Regions from separate parts of the Mus musculus genome. Here region 2 is linked to region 1. Evidence: chromatin contacts called from public Hi-C data. All regions are on one chromosome and are shown on one strand. The core of a region is the stretch at or near the end of the contact, and the rest is flanking DNA. Distances in the headings are between cores, read along the strand shown. Region 1 has its middle 68 kb from the start of Gm16311. Region 2 has its middle 27 kb from the start of Dab2.

The links. Hi-C and Micro-C count contacts between places; a contact is called where the count stands out from the background.
Region 2: a Hi-C map of bone marrow-derived macrophages shows a contact between it and region 1, with 29 read pairs. The contact joins two enhancer-like sites. A contact is called at or near these places in 6 of 484 Hi-C or Micro-C datasets (the AML12 cell line, bone marrow-derived macrophages, cortical neurons and 2 more), 1 of 115 datasets of contacts at active chromatin or transcription factors (extraembryonic endoderm stem cells) and 1 of 9 other capture datasets (bone marrow-derived macrophages).

What each region holds. Positions count from the first base shown.
Region 1 is chr15:6,239,729-6,244,252 of GRCm38.p6, forward strand. No RefSeq gene overlaps it. Among named protein-coding and RNA genes, the nearest start is that of Gm16311, 68 kb to the right of the region's middle. Within about 2 kb of position 2,548, at least 7 of the 459 cell types and tissues checked have an H3K27ac peak or open chromatin away from gene starts, as enhancers often do. A contact at or near this core is called in bone marrow-derived macrophages, where this site is marked.
Region 2 is chr15:6,357,747-6,362,048 of GRCm38.p6, forward strand. It overlaps a transcript of Dab2 not described here. Among named protein-coding and RNA genes, the nearest start is that of Dab2, 27 kb to the right of the region's middle. Within about 2 kb of position 2,590, at least 1 of the 459 cell types and tissues checked has an H3K27ac peak or open chromatin away from gene starts, as enhancers often do. A contact at or near this core is called in bone marrow-derived macrophages, where this site is marked.

The DNA.
Region 1 (4,524 bases), core at 1,298-3,797:
TCTGTTGCCGTGACACGCAGGCAAACCTGTAGTCTTTCCTCAGCAACTGACTAAATTAGATCAAGAGTAAGGGAACAGTTCTCTGAGTACTCTTCCACAAGAGATTGTAGAGAGGAAGGCTGGGTACCCCCATTTTTCTTCCCTCTGGGAAAGAGAGAAATTGCCTTTGACTGTGTGCACACAGTATTCTGTAGCTCCTGGACCTGACCTCTTTTGTCTTGTGCTCAATAATGTTGTATAAAGAATAAGGCAGGTAAGAGCTGGCCAATGCCTCACTACTAGCTCATCTTTGACAGACTCCTCAGACTCTCAATTCAGGCACTGCATATTCACTGCCCTTGCTTCCGGTCTGAATCATAAACTTCAGAAGACTCTCCAGTTATGTATGAAAAGGGTGAAGGCAGATAAAGTTCTTTGGAAGGGAGAAAACGTAGCCGTTACGCGTAGAGCTGGTACTTGAAATCGCTTCCTCCGCGGTTAAGACTTGCATTAGTTCAGTGTGGTCAGCAAATAGCAAGCAAAGGCCTGCCACAAGCCAAACAAGAAGACATCCCCTGCCTTCTAAACACTACTTTTTACTATTTAGCATTTAAAATCCAAAGCCCATACTGCTAATGCATAGGTAGGGCCAGTGGGAGAGCTTTAGTGCAAGAACTGATAACACGAACTCAGAGCTGCAGGTGGATTATTTGAGCTAACTTTGGGGTTGTGGGGAACAGCAATTATTAGGCAGGGGAAAAAAGGGAATAATTTCAAGTAGAGATAATAACAGTGTGTGCAAGAAAACACTTGCAAAGGTCATCTCAAAGTTAGTGTGTGTGCCTTTGCAGTGGTAGGTAAGGATGTGGAATCTGGGCCATGGCAAAGCAACAGCAGCTGGATATATGAGGGAGTTTGGAGTCTTTATTTGAAATGGGGATATATCAAAGGCTTCAAGTCAAATGAATACTTCATGGGTGGTTTCTTTATTTTTTTTCAACTTTTTATTAGATATTTTCTTCATTTTCATTTCAAATGCTATCCTGAAAGTCCCCTATACCCCCCTCCCACCCTGCTCCCCTACCCACCCACTCCCACTTCTTGGCCCTGGTATTCCCCTCTACTGGGGCATATAAACTTTGCAAGACCAAGGCTCCTCTCTTCCCAATGATGGCTGACTAGGCCATCTTCTGCTACATATGCAGCCAGAGATACGAGCTCCGGGGGTACTGGTTAGTTCATATTGTTCCACCTATAGGGTTGCAGACCCCTTCAGCTCCTTGGGTACTTTCTCTAGCTCCTCCATTGGGGACCCTGAGTTCCATCCAATAGCTGACAATGAGCATCTTTTTTCTTGTTGTTTTATAATAAATCTCTGGCATGAAAATTTAATTATTTCCCCTTTCTGTCACTTTTTTTTTTTTGCATTTGTACACATTCTACATAATCTCTTGGTTAGAATGAACAGATGAAATAAACATTGGGTGTTTTCTTGTTATTGAGGATGATCAGAAAACAAGCTGAAAAAGAGCCCAGGACATAAGGAAGTTGCTAAATACTTGGGTGAAGTTGGGCTTGATTAGACTGTGTTTCTCTTGTGTTTAGATCTATGCGTAGCCCAGGTAAGAAACTAGGCAGCCAGATAATCACTCAGGCATAATTAGAAAGAGAGCTGGTGAGAGCAATTGAATGGGATCAGGGGAATACACATGTGGGATGTCAGACAAGAAAATGAAGGCATGGTGACCCAATGTCTTGTCATTGGATGTTCGTGTCTGGAAATAAGCGAGGAAAGCAGAAATGGTTGACTTCACTTAGGTCACGTTGACTTTAGGGGACATTTAAGATCTTTGTAGGAGGCATGAGACTGGAGTTCAGAGCAGCCCAGTCAGGCTGAATGTGAGAACAACAGCGGGTGACCAGATAGATGAGTCTGGAAGGTCAGCGAGGACATGTGGGGACTGTCCAGTTACCCATGGAGAAAGATGACAGAGAGAAAAGAACATGTCAGTTAGAGGATCCAAAGAGGGCCTAACAAAGACAGCTGAGAGATGGGGTAGCTGAGGAATAAAATCAAGATAGCCTGGTACAAAGCCTATCAATCAGGATAGCCTGGTACAAAGCCTATCAGGATAGCCTGGTACAAAGCCTATCAGGATAGCCTGGTACAAAGCCTATCAGGACAGGATAACAAGGCAGCCGGACAAACTTCAAAGTTAACCATTAGAGAAAGGTTGATCAAAAATCAAGCTGAAGAAGAGCCCAGGAGATAAGGAAGTTGCTGAATACTCGGGTGATGTTGGGCTTAGAGTGTGTTTCTCTTACGTTTAGATTTTTAAAACGCTTGTTTAAAGGACCTTTTAAAGAGAACTCTCTTGTACCAGAAATCTCCACAAATGCAGATTTTTGAAAACATTACATTTTTTTTCCTTTAGAGTAAACAATTCTTGCCTAAATAAGAAAAAAGGAAGAGACATTTTTTTAAAAAACTCCTCTCTTAAGGAATATACGGTACACACAAAAGGCCATTACAAAAGCGGTGGAAGTGATGGCAGCAACTTTTCTCTGTAGGAAAGGAAATAACTCAGATTCAGGAAAAGTGGCTTGCTGAGAAAGCAGTTAGTCACATGTCTTCCCAAAGGAAGTGGAGAGATTGTGTGTGAGTGTGTGTGTGTGTGTGTGTGTGTGTGTTTCTTTAAGGCCATAGTTCAGTGGAAATAGATGACTATATTCACTTAAATAACGCTCTCTTCGGTTATGCTTAATGGAATGTGAGAATAAACAGCCACAACAATAGAATATGGTGGCAAGCCTTCCAACTGCCAATCAGATGGTCAGCTGAGGGAGCAAACATCCTACAGAATACGAGGAGTTCATGAAGTATTTTTGGGCTGCTCGATATCATCTCTTACGTGCACTTCCTTGAACACAACATCAAAAAGAAGTGATTGAGACAATATGGCCTTCTCCTCTGGTAAAGATTAGACTGATGCCTCATAGAAACATGTGATAGTATCCCGTATATTCTTAGATGAAACGCTATCAAGTCTGTGGTCCATTTGCCTCAGTCCCTTGGGGAGCTGGAATCACAGGTGTGCACTTCCATTGCCAGTTTACAGGTTTATGTCATCTTAGCCAAGGGATCGTGTAAACTGCGTACACATCCAGAAAGTATGAAGGAAAAGGGAAATAATTAAATTCTTACTTTTTTTTTTAGTCCCATGCTGAGGATTGTGGTAACTTTGTGGCATAGTGTGTGTCTTTTTGCCTTATTCTCAGAGAGTTAGAATGTTCCCTGCACACTGACAGGGATGTCCTGGCTCCTCGGTGTGTGGCTGGATGTTTTCTAATGAAAAATAAAGTGTCACCATTGATGGTGACACATGCCAGTCATCCCTGCACTTGGGAGATAGAGGCAGGAGAACCAAGAGTTCAAAGCCATCCTCAGCCATAGAATGGTTTGAGGCAAGCTTGACCTGCATGAGATCCCATCTCAAACAACAACAATAATAACAACAGAGAAATTAGATACCTCTGATCTTGGACTTTGTCTTAGTCAGGCTTCTATTCCTGCACAAACATCATGACCAAGAAGCAGTTGGGGAGGAAAGGGTTTATTCAGCTTACACTTCCACATTGCTGTTCATCACCAAGGAAGTCAGGACTGGAACTCAAACAGGTCAGGAAGCAGGAGCTGATGCAGAGGCCATGGAGGGATGTTCTTTACTGGCTTGCTTCCCCTGGCTTGCTCAGCCTGCTCTCTTATAGAACCCAAGACTACCAGCCCAGAGATGGTCCCACCTACAAGGGGCCTTTCCCCCTTGATCACTAATTGAGAAAATGCCTTACAGTTGGATCTCATGGAGGCATTTCCTCAACTGAAGCTCCTTTCTCTGTGATAACTCCAGCTGTGTCAAGTTGGCACAAAACTAGCCAGTACAGACTTATTCAATTATTTTTGAAATAAAATGTATGGGTGTGGCTAAACTCAATGATATTCTCTCAGGTGTCTCAGTGCAGACGGATCCATCTCTTACTCAACATGCCAGCTTTGGGCTCTCCTCTGAGAAGATGGTGTGCTAAACCATGCCAAGTGCAGAGAATGCTACCTAGGCCTTCTGCATTTCCCTGGAACTCTCTACTCTATTGTCACCTCAGAAATGGATTCTACTATTGTGGGAGTCCCTTCTACACCGTGGAGCCATTGTGTTAAATGCCCAGGTTTAGACATCACCACACAGGACTGAATTCCAAACTATGTGTTGTTATATATAAACTGCATTTATGAGAGGTACCTAGCCTACAGTGAGAAAAAATGGGATTGCCAAAATGCCTTCTTGACCATTGTGGAGACTGTACATGATACTACATGTCACATACTCGTCACATTGCTTGGAGCTTCGATGGAAGTTGAGCTTCGATGGAAAATGATTTGACTGTTTATAGTTAGTTACCCCGAACTCATTATTTAAATGGTAACTTATCCCATTTTTTGAAATCTCAAAGCCTCATAAAGCCTTTCCTTTTGTTAAGACCAAACTCTTT
Region 2 (4,302 bases), core at 1,340-3,839, 120 kb after region 1:
ACTGGGGGTGAGGAGAGACACAGAGAGAGAGAGACAAAGTTGATCCATCCCATAATCAGCCTTCAAACGCTGACACCATTGCATACACTAGCAAGATTTTGCTGAAAGGACCCTGATATAGCTGTCTCATGTGAGACTATGCCGGGGCCTAGCAAACACAGAAGTGGATGCTCACAGTCAGCTATTGGATGGATCACAGGGCCCCCAATGGAGGAGCTAGAGAAAGTACCCAAGGAGCTAAAGGGGTCTGCAACCCTATAGGTGGAACAACATTATGAACTAACCAGTACCCCAGAGCTCTTGACTCTAGATGCATATGTATCAAAAGATGGCCTAGTCGGCCATCACTGGTAAGAGAGGCCCATTGGACAGGCAAACTTTATATGCCCCAGTACAGGGGAACGCCAGGGCCAAAAAGTGGGAGTGGTTGGGTAGGGGAGTGGGGGGGGGGAGGGTATGGGGGACTTTTGGGATAGCATTGGAAATGTAAATGAGGAAAATACCTAATAAAAAAATAATGACAAGCCATTAAAAACCTGGCTACTATGTACAAAAATGAAACATAAGCAAAAAGAGATAAGAACCTATACATGCCATCTCTAAGTTTAAGAAATACCAGTGTGCTACCAAGATCTAGGGCATGGCTTAGTCGTGTAACACCTGCCTAGTATGTGCAAAGCTCGGGGGTTCCCTCCCTACCACTCAGGGGCAGTGAAATCCTGCTAGCTCTAGCCTGTCCTCCTTTGTAAATCCAACTGTCAGCTGCATCAGGGGCTGAGCTGAGGAGACGGCTCAGTCAGCAACTCGCTTGTCTTGAAAGCATGATGACCTTGGTCCTATCCTCAACATTCAATGTAAAAAGCCAGGCATGGGTACACATGAGCACACCTCCCAGCAATGTGGAGGTGAATACAAGCAGACCCCTGTCTCTAGGGTCACCCTAGAGCTCAACGGCCTGGCAATCTAGCCTTGTATGGCAAGCTGCGAGCCAGTGCAAGAGTGTGTGTTGACCAAAGGATGGCCATCATCTGAGAAATGACACCTGAGGTCGTTCTCTGGTATGCACACAAGTGTACGCACACACACACACACACACACACACACACACACACACACACGCACGCACACACACAAGAACATAAGCTAAAATTACCTTGGTGGGAGACAACTTGCCAAGAACTATCATGTTTTAAATCGTATATATCCTTGGTCTTGGTACCCCTATTGCAGAACCTATTATATACACATATTGGTATGTGCTCACGAAAGCTGTCACCCATATTGGCCACCGCAGAGATGTTTGCACTATCAAAAATGGAATAAATTAAAAAAGAAAACGCTAAAGCTCATGTGGGGAAAGAAAGGCTTATTATTAGTCACTGAAAATAACAAAATACTTCTATGGATCAAGACGAAAGGCTTAAGCTACGTTAATTAAAACTTAAATAACAAAGCCAAGTGAAGAGCATTTTGGGATATGCGTCCAGTGTATACTGGAAAGGTGACCGGGGACTTCAGTCTGATCTCCAGCATCCATGGACTGCTGTCAAGGGTCGTGGCACACACTTGTAATCCCAGCACTTAGGAAAGGATCCCTGAGTTTCCTGGCCAGCCACTCTGGCATAATTGGTATGCTCTGGCCCATGAGAGATTTCAGCCATCCTTCCAGCCCAGAGAGACCCTGTCATAAAGACAGTTGACTATTTCTGGGGATGAACAAGGTTGTTTTCTAGCCTCCGCACACATGTGCGCACAGGTTCATACACCCTTACATTCCTAACCCTCTGGACATGCGTATTAAAAGGAACTGGAGCGTCTGCATTCTCACTGATGCTGGTTTGTGAAACTGTTTGTCACCAGAAAATACAATTATGCAATTTAGCTCCCACTTTTCTAAGAAAAATATTCCATGTAACCATAAACTCTGCAACCTTTCTTTAAAGGCGCAAGTCTTATTTCCAGAATATCTTTTAAAAAAATTCTCCTGAGAATAGTTTTTCAAAAAAAAATTATTCTATGTATAAATAAAAATGGAAAGCCTTGAAAATAACAAGGGATACTTTGTGAGAATGCTGTCCAAGGACTCTGGTAAGAATTTACATTTCTTATGCTGCCTCAATAGAGGTATGGGTTCTGTGTGTCAAAAGGACTCCATAAAATCATGACAATTTGTTTAACTCACAGTAACACTGCAAGATTTTGCTACACAGTTTGAAAGACATTAATAATGTATGTCATTCTGTCATTCCTTCATGAAACACACCCTTCACTAAACCAATAGGTTAGTTAACAGCTACAGTGCCCATCTGTGTGCATGCAACACTCCATTTGTAGATTCCTGATGTATGCATGAAGCATCAATTCATACAATGCTCTCCAGAACCGGTCAAAACAACAACCCAACTGTCTGGAAATTCTCTGGCGTGCTATTCTGATGGAAAGGGCAGCTGTGAATCACCTGGACTTAGCATCATCCAGAGTCAAAATATCAAACAGTATGTGTTAAAGATAAAGTCATAATTAAACCGACCGATGTGGGTATCAGCAGCATTTCTTATGCAATTGTATAACCGGGCGGCTTAGAAATGAGGAAGGTCCAGATGTATCCCGTTTCTTGCTGTCCTGTTATAAATGAGAGCCTTCCTATTTTTCTCTCCCTGGTTTAAAGCAAACTTCTCTGATAATAAAAGCTTATAAAGCTGGGCGTGGTGGCGCATGCCTTTAATCCCAGCACTTGGGAGGCAGAGGCAGGCCAATTTCTGAGTTTGAGGCCAGCCTGGTCTACAGAGTGAGTTCCAGGACAGCCAGGACTATACAGAGAAACTGTCTCGGAAAACCAAAAACCAAAAATAAAAATAAAAATAAATAAAAGCTTATAAAAAAAATTCACGGTGAAGGATAAAAAAGGCTCATCACTACAGTGAGAGCTCCACCAGTACGGTAGTAGTAGAGACAGAACACACATTGGATTTAAAATAGCCCGTTAGAAAAATGCCTGCAAGTTCAGAGGTAACGTTTATGCCTAGCACGTGCAAAGCCCTGGGCTTGATCCTCAACACCACAAAAGGAATTTTAAAAAGCTCGCATTAACAATTTGTTTATATATTAACAACACATCTCTGGTCAAAGCAACAAGAGATTTCTTTCCTGGGTACTTAGATGGGCTTCTCTTAGGAGGAAACTCCTGGTTCAGTTCCTGGGACTGAGCAGTTTAATCTCAAAGATCAGTTTACTCTGCATTAGAAGGGATTATCGCTCAGACATTAATAGAATCCATATTTTTCAGGTTGCTTGTTTACGCTCCAGTTTTTATGATTTTTTTTTAGTAGAGTCTCTCGTGGCTGTCCACTTAGAACTTAATAAGCCCAGAGAAAATTCTAGATTAAGAAAATTAAAATTCATAATCCTCAGCATAAAAAAACAACAAATTAAAGTTTGAGCTCTTAATAAAAGAGGTCTGAGCAGAGAAACACGTGCAGTCAGAATATCAGTTAAATTCTGTTTAGGGCCTGAGCTTTCTGCTCATGGCTGTGTCTCCTGTAGAAGCTATGAACAGATGCGCTTTTCTCTGCAGCTACTCACTCTGGGTTTTCTCATGAATTGTCAAAAGGAGTACTTTTAAATACAGTTGAGCATGTAAGGTTGCTACAACCTGCTCTCTCTAATAGCCACCAGAAGTTTCTTTTCCTTTAAACTGAGCATTCTGTAGTTCAAAACCAAAAACAAACAAACAAAAAAAGCAAATAAATAAAATGTGAGTATTGACCCTTACGTGACTGTACCAGCCTTGGCTGGTTTGCAACTAGGTTTTTGCAAAATCAGGGCTTTTACCCAACAATGACTAGTTTGGGTTTTGGTTTTGGCATTGTGGCCTATAAGAACATCTAGGGCTTCTAGTTTCTAAGTTTTCTTAACTGACTGGGGACACATCCTGAAACAAGAGTCCTGGATTTCTCTTCTCAGTATTTTTCCTCCTTCTAGCATGGTGGTTTCTGAAGGTTTGTTAAGATGTGTCATGTTAATACAACTAAACACTGGGTCCAAGTAGCTTTTGCATTTCAACTTTATCATAAACTGGGTCAGTCTGGTAAAACAAGGGGGCTTAGGCATCTGCAACCTGCCTTGCTCATTTAGAAAAGAGAGTAGGAATTGTCTACACTGTTCTCATCCTTCCTTCAGGAATGCCCCCCCTTTATCTCCTAGCCAAAGGAAAAGTTGAAAGCACCCATCACTCTTAGGGTTTTTGCCCTCCACACTTAGTACAATTCTCACCCCGAACTCCAGTTCCATTCTGTTCCCTTC